Regions from separate parts of the Mus musculus genome. Here region 2 is linked to region 1. Evidence: chromatin contacts called from public promoter capture Hi-C data. All regions are on one chromosome and are shown on one strand. The core of a region is the stretch at or near the end of the contact, and the rest is flanking DNA. Distances in the headings are between cores, read along the strand shown. Region 1 has its middle 83 kb from the start of Gm36670. Region 2 holds the start of Irx6 (Iroquois homeobox 6).

Evidence for each region. Promoter capture Hi-C pulls out the DNA fragments that hold promoters and counts their contacts.
Region 2: a promoter capture Hi-C map of hippocampal neurons shows a contact between it and region 1, with 4 times the contacts expected there. The contact joins the promoter of Irx6 here to the enhancer-like site in region 1. A contact is called at or near these places in 4 of 39 promoter capture datasets (the 3T3-L1 cell line, the C10 cell line, frontonasal cranial neural crest and 1 more), 1 of 115 datasets of contacts at active chromatin or transcription factors (embryonic hindbrain) and 1 of 9 other capture datasets (liver).

The regions. Positions count from the first base shown.
Region 1 is chr8:91,906,079-91,912,389 of GRCm38.p6, forward strand. No RefSeq gene overlaps it. Among named protein-coding and RNA genes, the nearest start is that of Gm36670, 83 kb to the right of the region's middle. Within about 2 kb of position 1,338, at least 5 of the 459 cell types and tissues checked have an H3K27ac peak or open chromatin away from gene starts, as enhancers often do.
Region 2 is chr8:92,672,698-92,678,174 of GRCm38.p6, forward strand. Irx6 (Iroquois homeobox 6) reads left to right here and starts at 1,592. Exons shown (of 6, transcript NM_022428.3): 1 at 1,592-2,382; 2 at 3,357-3,605; 3 at 4,246-4,355; 4 at 4,514-4,818. The coding sequence starts at 2,338.

The DNA.
Region 1 (6,311 bases), core at 88-2,587:
CATGATGTGGAAAAAAAAACCTTTTATTTATCTTTTGCTGTCATGAAGGATTGAAACAGGCCTTAGACACGCCATGCAATTACTGCACCACTGCACTTTGTCCCTCATTGCCAGCATTTTCCTACTTCTTTCTTATTCCAGGGAAGAGAAATTTAACTGAGAAAAATCTGGCAGGAGTTCTAAAATTAAAAGTGAAACTGGTCCAATGATTCTACCTCCAGTCACTTCCCTACAGAATACTTGAACATGAACCAAGGCCAGTCCGCAGAGATGTTCCTGACAGCAAGTGTCGTGTGCGGTGGGAAGAGCCCAACAGTAAGGAATAGAGCAACAAACAGTATCAGGGTAGCCATCGTCCCTTGGGGTAGCTTTCACTTTTGCAGGATTCATTCAGGTCCCAGATCCGCTCATGTCAACGTGGCCTGTCAGTCATGACTAAGGATTATGCAATGGCTAGTGGATTGTCAGCTCTATTACTCTTATCATCAGCTCTGAGACGCACTTCTTGATGTCTCTGAGGGAGTTTCGAGAGAGGTTTAACTGTAGAGAGGGGCTCTACCATGAATGTGGGTGGCACCATCTCATGTCTTGGGTCCTGAAATGAATAATGAGAAAAAGTGCCAGCCTCCTGGGGTCAGCCAGCTGAGAGTGATCCACAGTTGTGGGTTTGTCCCCTGGGGGCCGTTACTTGGTCCCAGACTCTTGTTCCTGTGGAATGTCCCTTGATAGGACTTAGTGTGATACTGGGAATATTGACACTATTCCTGATGTTGGCAATGGGAGCCCTCGCCTCACCCTCGATGTCTGAAGCAGAAACGAGGAAAGGGGGAAGAGTGTATGCTGCCATTTGCATCAGGGAGTCGGGGTGGGAAGAACAGGGGGCCAGAGACAGAAGCCAAAGGAAATGGAGGGTACTGCAGGTACAGTTCGAGCACACTCCAACACGACAATGTCCATTTACAATGCCACTGCTGGGCAGAACTCCGAGAGACAGGGTTCTCAGCCTCTGCTGTTTGCACTGGGTGCATAGAGTCAAGCTCAACACAGATCTTTGTCTTCAGCCTCTAGATTGTCACAAGGAAACATCTTACCACACAGGAACAGAGCTAATCGGAAATGGAAATCACTGGTTCTGTAGAAAATGTGGGGGTTTAGGGTTTGCAAGTGCAAGTGAGGTCGAGTCTCTCGGAATGATCCTTAAGGCTTGGGCTCAAAGCGCCAGCCGGCCTGGTGGAGTGGATTGCAAACAAAGTTGCAGACAAGTGGCCCTGGCTACGGAAAGTGGCTACCAAGGCTCGGGAGGCCTCTTGAGGAGGAAAGCAGAGTTCTGCTCAAGTGTCTTCTCACCAGCCTGCTGTTTACTGGAGCATACTGGGAATGCCACTACGTTATGTATGCTCTCTTATGATTTTACAGGGTTATCAGCACTTTGAATAAGCACATACCTGATACTTTAGATGGTATAAACATTTGGCAAATGGGTGCTGGAACAATTTCACTTCTTTTTATTTTTTTTCAAAATAGAGACATGAATTAAGCTCTTCTGATTCATTAGTATGAGCATTTGTTAATTAATTAAGGAAAGAAGTCATCAGACTTAAGAGCAATTTAGCTCTTTTTCACAATTGGGTGGAAACATTTTGGTGAGGTCCTGCTCTTTCTGAGGTCTCATCCTGGCTGTGCCCAAGCGCTATCAATGTTCTTGAGAGGAGCCGGCTCATTTTGAGACAGTCTTGATCTTCCGTCCAGGCTGGCCTTGAACTCTTGATCCATCTTTCTCAGCCTACAGAATGTTGGGATTTCAGACTGGAATGCCCTAGGACACACAGAGGGGCTGGTATTCACACAAGTCTGTGAACACTAGGGTTTACCTGATGGACAAGAGAGAAAGGAACCCTTTGGCAGAGGGCAGGACAGAAGCAGAAGCTTAAAGCCAAGCAGGTGGCTTGGAGGTGCAGGTCAGAAGGGGTGACAAATGTCACAGGAAAACTCTGCAAAAACTGAGTAGAGACAGGTCTGAGAGCCATAGTGAGAGGTTTGGACTCTGCCCACAGGCAAAGCTTTCACTAGGGAAAACAGGTGCGACCCAGCTCTTGGAGCCGTTGTTACAGCAGGATGGGCACCCCAGCAGCCTGGAGCACCCCAGTCATGGTGCTCCCACACTGAGGGACATCAGCCCCAAGTGCTGCATCCTAAGTTGTCATAGTCCAGCTAATAAGAGCCAAAGCATAGACTTGGGCTCAGCCTTACGCTCAGCTGGTGCACCATGTGGCCTCTCCTTAGCCTGCCTCACATCACCAGGCTTTTCCTTACCTTCTGGGAGGGATAAGTGGTTTTTAACTTTTGCGTATTGGAATACGCCTATTTGAAAAGACAACTTCGGGTCATTACTGTCATTTAAGAAGTGAATGTTTTCCATCACCCCTATCAAATGCAAATCTGAGGTGGAGGAGGCATCAAGAGAAAGGGCCTGGTTACAGAACCAAAGTAAGCCTTGAGCTTCCTATGCAACCAGTGTGGCTCTAATGTGCCACCCGCTTGCCTCGGCCTTCCAAATGGTTGGATCATAGCCAGGTGCCTCAGCAAAACTCTAACTATAAATACATTTTGTCCATAAGAGACTCAAGGATGTGAATAAAGGCCAGACGAGGAGGAGGGCACATGGGGGGGGGGTGGCCACACCTTAGGGGTTTTGGCCACAGGGTGATATAGTGACAGGTCGCATGAAAAGAGACCTTTGGGACAAAGGTTTGTGTGGTATGTGACATGCTTCACATACCGAGGGCAGTCTCCTGTATTTGTGAAGTTAAAACGCTAAGTGCTTTGCGGGGTGAGTGCCATCTGAAAGAGGGCTGGCATGGGTCCGAGGACTTGCTTTGGGTACACACTAGCAAGGCTAGTGGCTTAGGAGGTTGGCCCTAGAACAGAAAGCTTGTGGTCAGCACCGGGGAATAGAAATCTACCAGCAAGCAGAAAGACCTAGAAGGTGCCTCTCCCCAGCTTTGTTCTGGGCCCCAGCACAGCCTGTAACCCGAGCCCTGGAAGCCCATTAGGAACGGGACAGCAAGATGCTTCACAGCTGTGCCAACAGGTGGACCTGAGACTCCAGGAGGTTTGGGTGGGGTGGGGTGTGAGAGATGAATCAGGGTAGCAGGAGACAGTGGTCTGAGCTCTCTGGCTACTGCTCTGGATCTTGCCTCTCTGGGTCCTGGGTTTCCATTCCCCTAGCCTGCCATGCCAGCTCCAAGTCAAGAGTCCCTCCTCAGACCGATTTGTTCCATGTCAGGACGCGTTTCAAAGCACAGTGGTCTATTGCTTTTGGTTTTTTATTCTCTTTTGTTGTTTGTTTGTTTTGTTTTTGGCATACCCACAACACAGACACAGAAGGGGCATCTAGAGCTAGAGATGAAATGTGTGAAACATGGGGGTCAGCCAGGGAGACATTTGTAGCCTTAAAAATTGCTCCATCTCTTGGCTAGACACCTCTTTTATTAAAATGAAATTTATAGGTCGGGATGTGAACGGGGATGTGGAGGAGACAGGGGGCTTAAACCCGAGGAGACCCCCAGCGTAAACCAGGAAATCCCCAAACTCATGCTTTCAGAATAAAAGTTGGTCACATTTATTTCATTTCACCCTCTTCTCCACCACCTGTGATATGGGTCCCAAATTTATCATCTGTTCCCAAGGACTGGCCCCAGTCCAACAGCCTCCCGCCACCTCACCATCAATCACTGGTGACAGCCGTCTGAGCACAGCCTGGCAAAAGCATTCGTTCCTCAAGGTGGCCAGCCCTTGAGCCCTAAGTTGGCCCATTTGCCCTACAACATAATCCCAGGACAGAAGGGGCTGGGGATAAGAGTTGGTATTTTCTGGAACCAGAGTGCCAGCAGGGACAGCTGCCTTCTGCAGAACCTTCCCTCCTGTGTCTAAGTGCTTCAAAAAGGCCCAGCATACAAATGTAATCAAGAGACTAGAGACTGCCAGCCTCAAGAGAAACAAGCCCTGCTTTGAAATAGCCACAGCCCACGCCCTGAGTGGGCCACTCATGGCAGGCTGAGTTAGGAGTTCTATCGAGCCTCTGGGCGTATTTATACAATTAGCACAGACAGCGAAAGAAAAGCAGCATGCTGGTGACACACCAGCCATGTGTGCTCTGATGAACTTGTTAAAATAAATAAATGGCGCGGGGCGGCGCCTGTGCTGGTTGAACTGGGGCAATCGCTTCTCATCAAGATGGATGGATGCTGGGCTCCTGTAGGTCCAGCAGCTGCGGGAAATGACTCCAGAAGGAATGGAGACCCTCATCTACCTTCATACATGATGGCAAATCCTCTTAATGATATGAGTCAGGGTGGCCATTTAGCCAAAGCCTTGCAGTGTTGGCTTGCTCCAGGCAAGCTAACTCCGATTAAGACAAGATCTGGGAAGCGGTCTGCCTTTTGTCAAACAAGCCTTTAGTTTTTGTTTTGATTTGGCTTGTTTCTTTCATCAGTACTGAGGAGTGAACTCAACTCTTCCCAAATGCTGGGCAAGGAGACTTCTCTTAGCTATACCACTTTCTGTCACCTCTGCTCCCTTCCTTTTTATTTCAAATTTTAATTTTTGATAATTTCATACATGAGTACTGTATTTACATAACTTCCACACCCCCCCACTCTGGTCCAACTCCTTCCATGCCCCGCCTCCTTCTCAAGTTCATGACCTCTTCTTTAATTACATATATACATAATAATTATGTATTAAATGTATATTCTACTGAGTCCATTTAATGTTGTGCATACTTACACGTGTTTAGAGCTGATCATCTGGGCTTGGATCTCCTATCAGGGAACTGGCGCCTGGAGAAAATAGCTCCTCTCTTTCTTTCCAGCCATTGATTGCCGGTAGCTCTTCATCCAGGAGAGGGACCTTATGAAATTTCCTCCACCCGCAATGACATGTCAACTGATGTTATCATGGTGTAAGTCCTGTTTAGGTAAGCATACTTTTGAGGTTTCATTGGTACAGCTTCCCTGTCATGTCTCAAAGACATCATGTAACAGCAGGTGTCAGGGTGTGGCTTTTACAATCTTTGCACTCTTTTCCATGGCATTCTCTGAGCCTAGTGGTTGAATTGTAGATGCGTCAAAAGTGTACTCTACCTGAATTTATTCTCCACATTTGGATCAGTTGTTGATCTCTGTAATAGTCTCCATCTGCTACAAAAAGAAACTTCGTTAATGAGAGCTGAGACCTACAGGTATCTGTAGTCATAAGGATGAATAATTTGTAATATAGGTAGAGGGGACACTGGTTTAGGAAAATAGTAGTAGTAGCTTCTCCACTAGGGTCTATGACGAGCAGTCGTAGTTATTTGTCTAGATTTACCGTACCAAACATGGCTCCCTCCTATTGAGTAGATATTCTTTAACTCCAGTTGGGCAGCTGTTGATTGCTCTGAGATAAAAGTGCTACTACTATACCATTGAGGCTAACTTGTCAAGACAGTCATTGTGACTCAGAGATGTATAGCTGGGTAGGACTATTAACTGTCTTTTTCCCCCGCAGCATCTTACTGTGCCTCTTCAGATACTATGAGATCTAGTCCTCAGGAAGGATGACCCTATGTCCGTTCCGGCTTGACTCCTCCAAGTCTTGTGTGTCTAAAGTGTGCTGCATCTTCTGCAACAGGGTTTTACCTTCAAGATCCGGAAGGAGGCCAAGGGCTATGGAAATAATCTATATCATCTTAGCAATTTCCCAAGAAAAGCACTGGAGTTTTGTTAGATAGTTTGTGGCTCTTGGGGGACAGGGAGGACATTCCCACTCCATGATGCTTGATTCCAGGTGCATGGTGGCTAGAACGTGTGGTAGAGGACACTCTTCTCTTCACGACTGAACAGGAAGCAGGTACTGAGAGAGGAAGCAGGCACCGATACTATATACCCCCCCCCCCACTTCTTTCAGTTTGACCTCACCTCTCCAAGTATTTACAGCCTTCAAAAATATTGCCACCAGCTGGGGACCAATCTTCAAAAGATAGTGGGGGAGGTGGTGCTTGTGTTCGTATTAAGTCTGTGGTCATTTGTGTCCTTAGATTCTGTCTGCCTCCTCCTTCCCTCCTACCCAATAGATAGTTGCTTTCGGTGACAAGAGGCTGTGGCTTCCTGCTCTGTACCACCTTAGTCCACTTTGGAGAATCCAGAAGAGACCGGATGTACCATGCATGCTTGTTGGGTGAATGAGTGTCTTCTGGAAGTGTCCTGGAGGGGTTGGGTGTGAGCACACCTGTGCTCTAGCTTGCTTGAGTCAGCAGTCTCTGATGTCAC
Region 2 (5,477 bases), core at 342-2,841, 770 kb after region 1:
GTAGTAATCTTTCCCAAGGGACTAACTTAATGAATCCTTTCCAATTCCCACTTTAAAAAAGAGGGAGAGAGCTTAGCAACATCCAAGCTATAAGGGGGTGATTGCTCCAAAGTGGGTTTTGAGAAATCAAGGGATCTATTTATTACCGTGACTTTTTACCACTACGTCAATCTGGCAACGACTATAATTCTTTTTCTTACAAGGACGCTCCCAGTTTAAAAGCAAGGTTTCACCAAGGTAACCATGGCCTGTGGCAGCAGCTGGATTTGTAGACTCATCTGTGGTTTGTGCCCTCTTTAAGCTCCTTGTCTATTAAACATAAACTGTGAGAGGTGAGCAGATGCTGAGCCTAGAGTGCCATTCTAAAGAGGTCACTGGGTGTGGCTTGCCAAGTCAGAGGCCAGAGGCAAACTTGTGGAGGGACTTCCTGCCTGGGCCCCCAACCTTGCCTCTTTCTCCTGGCAAGAACTGAGAGCTCTCAGTATCCCCTGGATCACACCGTCTCGAGTTTCAATAGAAAAATAAAACATTGTCCCTGAACAAACTCCGGAACCCCTAGAGGAGGTATAGTAAAGATCTAGGACCGTCCAAGACCTGTCAAGTGCACTAGCGCTGTGACAGGGCGACTGAAAGGTAAGGCTTTCTGAATTGCAAACCCCACCTGGTGCCGCAGCAGCGCCACCTAAGACCTTTCATCGCCAGTCTGCAAGCCCCTCCTGATCCTTAGACATGTCTTCGGAATGGTGTCAGCCTGTAAGTGTGCAAAATCTATAGCACTTGCTAACTGGCCACCCCTGTCCGGAAGTCTTGCAAGCAACCCCCTGTTTCCAGAGGCATCGGTGCTTTTTTTTGAAAAGCCAGCGAAGGAGTTTATTACACCATTGGGCCCAGCTGAGTGTCCCTGGCGCTACTCCCTCCGGAGCTCTCCTCTACGGCTCGCCAGCGCCACCCCAAGAGGAGTGCAGAGGTAGCCCTGGGGCCGTGAAGCCTTCGCCCCGCTTTCGGGCTTGGGGCGGACACCGCTGGCGGCACTCGGGAAGGAGCCAAGCCTGGCCTCTGGCGGAGATGGCCCAGACTCTTGGCTGGCAGCCTACAGATGCAAGGGATCAGACTTGGTGCGTGTATGGGAGCTCTCTTACAGAGGCTGCACCTCGATCTGGAGGGGGCGCTCGTCGGTCTAGCCCAGGGCCAGACCTCTGCAGAGACGCCCAAGAGGTCAAGGACCTGGCCAGGGCTGGGATTAGCCAACGATTTGGGGAAACTGAGACCCAAGCCACATCCCCAAGGACACAGATGGGCTGCCCGGGGGGCTTGATCAAAGCTGCTGGAGCTGGTCCAACCCTAAGAGCTCCCGGGACGGAGGGGCCAACAAACTTTGATGCAGAGGAGAGGCGGAGATGGGTTGTAGTTGGAGGCTGGTCCTGCGAGCCCCTGCTCTCCTCCACCTGCTCCGGCTCTGCCTCCTCCCAGCCCTCGCCCACCCCACTCCCCCCACCCCCCACCCCCGCCATCAGACTCCTCAGCTCTCCTCTCCCTCCTTTTTCTCCCCCCTTGCCTGCCTCCCCCAGTTTCCTCTGGGCTCTTCTTTTGTATTCTCTCCTCCCTCGCCGCCCCGCTTGCCTCTTGCCTCCTCGGGGGCCGCAGGGGAGGAGGCGAGCACGCTGCACCCTGGGCCCGCACGGCTCGCCGGGAGGCGTATTTCCCACTTCTCCCGGGGAATTTGGAGAGGGTCTGTGTGCGCGCGCGCGCGTGAGCTGCAGGCGAAAGAGGGTAGGATCTAGCGGCGAGTCGAGGGTCAGGGTCTTTGACGTTTCTCGCCCGTTGCACAAACCTCGCAGAGCAAGAACGAGTGTATCCGAGAGTGCGTGCATGTACACGGGCTGGCTGCCCTTGGCACACTCGGTGGCCCGGGGCCCCGGGGCCCGCGGTCCCCTCTGGCGGCCGGGGATTACCGTGACGTCACGTTGAGCCTCTGGCCACCTTGGACTGGGACACCTCGGGAACCTCACAGCCCGACGCTGCGCTGTACCTCACCTTGCCCCTGCGCGCCTTTGGCACCCTACTCCTTCTTCCTAATTCTGCCGCCGATCCATGGGCCCCTCTGCCTTCTGGAACCCACAGGCCGTAGGGGTGCCTTACCAATCGCAGAACTCGGCAGCCCCTCTGCCTTTGATTCTGCCTCCCGTCTCTCCCCTCCTGCCAACGAACTGGCGGCCAGCTCCTGCAGCCCTGTAAGAAAACCAGACGCTGCGCTGCGCTGCTGGGGTCATCGAATCACAGAGCTGAGCAAGGGACTCGAAAGGAAAGAGGGACTCAAGTCCCTGAAGACGCCCTGCTATGGCCTTTTCACCTTTTGGACACCCGTATGGCAGCACATCCCAGGTGAGTAGAGTTAGGGGGTGGGGGTGGCAGAGGCAGGCTAGAGGGATGCCCAGTAATCCCCGAGCTTCCTCTTCTCCTTGACCCAAGGGAAGTCAGAAAGAGCACGGACCGGGAAATGTGCCACAGCACCCGCTGACATCCTGATGCCAGTCTGAGAGCTTTCACTCTTTGAGTGCCACCTGAAACGCACTCTGTGTGCGAGGTGGGTGGGATCTGAGGGAACTTGTAGTCAGGGTTACCCTTGGACAGATTCGGTGGCCAGGGTACTCTCAGGAGAAAACAAAAGGACTTCAGCGCATTGGCACTGCACTGCTCATTTGTTGACCTCTGCTCCGATCCCAAATCCCACTCTTTTCTAAGCTCTCTACTTCAGCTTCCCTCCAGTTTCCAAACCAGGGCGTTGTGCAGTGGTGAGGCTTTCCTTGGAGAAGTCTGAGAATGCCCATCACTGTTCTCCATTATCTCCAAAATAGTCACACACACACACACACACACACACACACACACACACACACACACACACCCCTCTTGGCACTCAGTGTCAGGTTGACCTTTGACCTGCTGTGGGATCCTGGACCGGTCTACTCTGACCGTGAGTGGATTCCCTTTTAGTACAGTGGGGACAGGAATGACATGTTGGTGATGGTCTTGAAGGCTAACTTTTAATTCTGCCTTTGTAGAATCCCAGAAGGGGGAGAGACAAGGATTTGGTCTTATTTCCAAAGTTCCCCAGGACTGCGGAGCCCTAGCAATGTCCTGGGGGCATCTATAAGAGCAATTTGGGTAAATTGTCATCGAGAAATCCCTATGCCAGTGCTCAGCAGGGAGATTCTGCACCTGGTGGTATTTGGTTAGTAGAACAAGGAATAAAGGCATCAGGCAGCTTCCTTGCATAATCTCCTCTGGCTGCAGCCAGTCGATGGACCCTCTAGATTTTAAACTTTTAATGACTGACTCCTTTCCTGTTCTTGTAGTTTCTGGTGTCTGCAAGTTCCAGTGCCACTTGCTGCGAAACGGCCCCTCGGCCAGTGTCAGATGTGGCCTCAGCCTCCACCTCTGCCTCTACTCTTTGCTGTACACCCTATGACAGTCGGCTGCTGGGCAGTGCTCGGCCAGAGCTGGGAGCTGCCTTGGGCATCTATGGAGCACCCTATGCAGCTGCCCAGAGTTACCCTGGGTACCTGACCTATGGCCCAGAGCCACCCACACTGTGTGGCGCACTGGTAAGTAATGGAATGGGGCCTGGGACTCTTTGGCGAATATTGGGACTTGGGAGTATAGACAATCAGCATAGATGAGCTCTACTGTGACCTTGTCTGGGGACAAGCTAAATGGGACAGACAATGCTGAGGAAACAGCATAGTGAATAAGGACAAATCCTAGTTCAGAGCACTTTGCAGTTTGTAGAACTCCACACTGCTTAGGAAACATTTGTACTTCTTATACTTCATTAAGGTAGGTAAATCAACATGATTCTTGACTTTCAGGTGGGTAGTTGAGGTGCAGAGGTGTTCAAGTAATTTACCCAAATCACAAGCATGCATGCCAAGAGTCAGGGATATTTCTCCCATGATGATGCTGGGGAGGGCTATATGTGGTGAGGGACTCAGAAGCTGCAGCCATTGTGGTACTGATACTCAGTCACTGATTATTCTGTTTCTAGGATTCTACCAAGTACTCTGCCAGTATGACTGCCTTCCTTGCCTCAGTCTTAGTAAGGGAGAAACTGAGGCATAGAAATTAAAAAGCTATGCCCAGCATGGCATAGCAAATTCAAGGGGGTGGTGCTGGGGTATTGATCCCACATGGGTAACTATATCCTTCTCCTGTGTAGTCCTGACTCTTCTTTTCCTCTCCCACCAGAATCCTCAGTATGAGTTCAAGGATGCTGCAGGAAGCTTTGCCCCCAGCCTGACCCAGCCAGGGGCCTACTACCCCTATGAAACAACTCTGGGGCAGTATCAATACGACAGGTGAGAAATTTCGGACAGTGGTAGCTGGCTTCCTTTGGTCATCCCTCATCCCTGTGGATGAAGGGGAAGAAGTGTAACTACATTTCCGGGCCCCTGACCTTTCTGCTGGCCAAGCCTCTGGTTCCCCGCCTGGAATCTGAGCCCCTGTTTGCCCACAGGTATGGCGGAGTGGAATTGAGCAGTGCTGGCCGCAGGAAGAATGCCACAAGGGAGAGCACCAGCGCACTGAAGGCCTGGCTCCACGAGCACCGCAAGAACCCGTACCCCACCAAGGGCGAGAAGATCATGCTGGCCATCATCACCAAGATGACCCTCACCCAGGTGTCCACCTGGTTCGCCAACGCGCGCCGGCGCCTCAAGAAGGAGAACAAGATGACATGGGCGCCCAAGAACAAGGGAGGGGAGGAGAGGAAAGCAGACAGTGGAGAAGACTCTCTGGGATGCCTGAATGGTGACACCAAAGGTACAAACAAGTCACCAGCCCACCTGGTGGGCCTCCTTATGACATTAAACATAAGATCCAAAGCCATCTGTGCTACTACAGATTCTTTTAAAAAAGATGTTCCACCTACCCTTTCCCTGGGTGGCAGTGCAAACCCCAGGGCCTTTGCACTGGTGCCTCACAGGAAATGGGGTACCTCCAGCTCCAATGCTTCTCTCAGAAAGACTCCCCTGCCCCCTTCGGGTTCGGTTTTGCTCAGTTCCCATATTCTGCACTTTGTCCCCGTCTACCCCTCTAGAAGGTCATCTCCCCTGGAAGACGGTTGCTTTACTGCTGTAGTTGCTAAATGTTTCATGTGGAAACGATGCTCTGCACGCGTAAATATTTGCTGGATTAAATACCATGACACCAAGTCATCCGTGGGTGCTGAAGTTGAAAGAAAAACGTCCCTCCTCTTTTTATAACCTAGAGACTCCCAGCAGTGCAAAGTAACCTTCCCTTGGCTTAGCTGGGTCCAGGAGATCTGAGAGGAGGGGCAGGCCGGGCAGTGAGGGCAGTTCTTCCCCTGGGGCAGACAGACAGCCTTGGAGCTTGGGAGAGGGACAGAATGGTGAGAGAATGCTGAAGTGCCGAGCGCATCTTGCTAAAAGCCTCTCTGGGTAGGACTCTGAGTTTCCCTA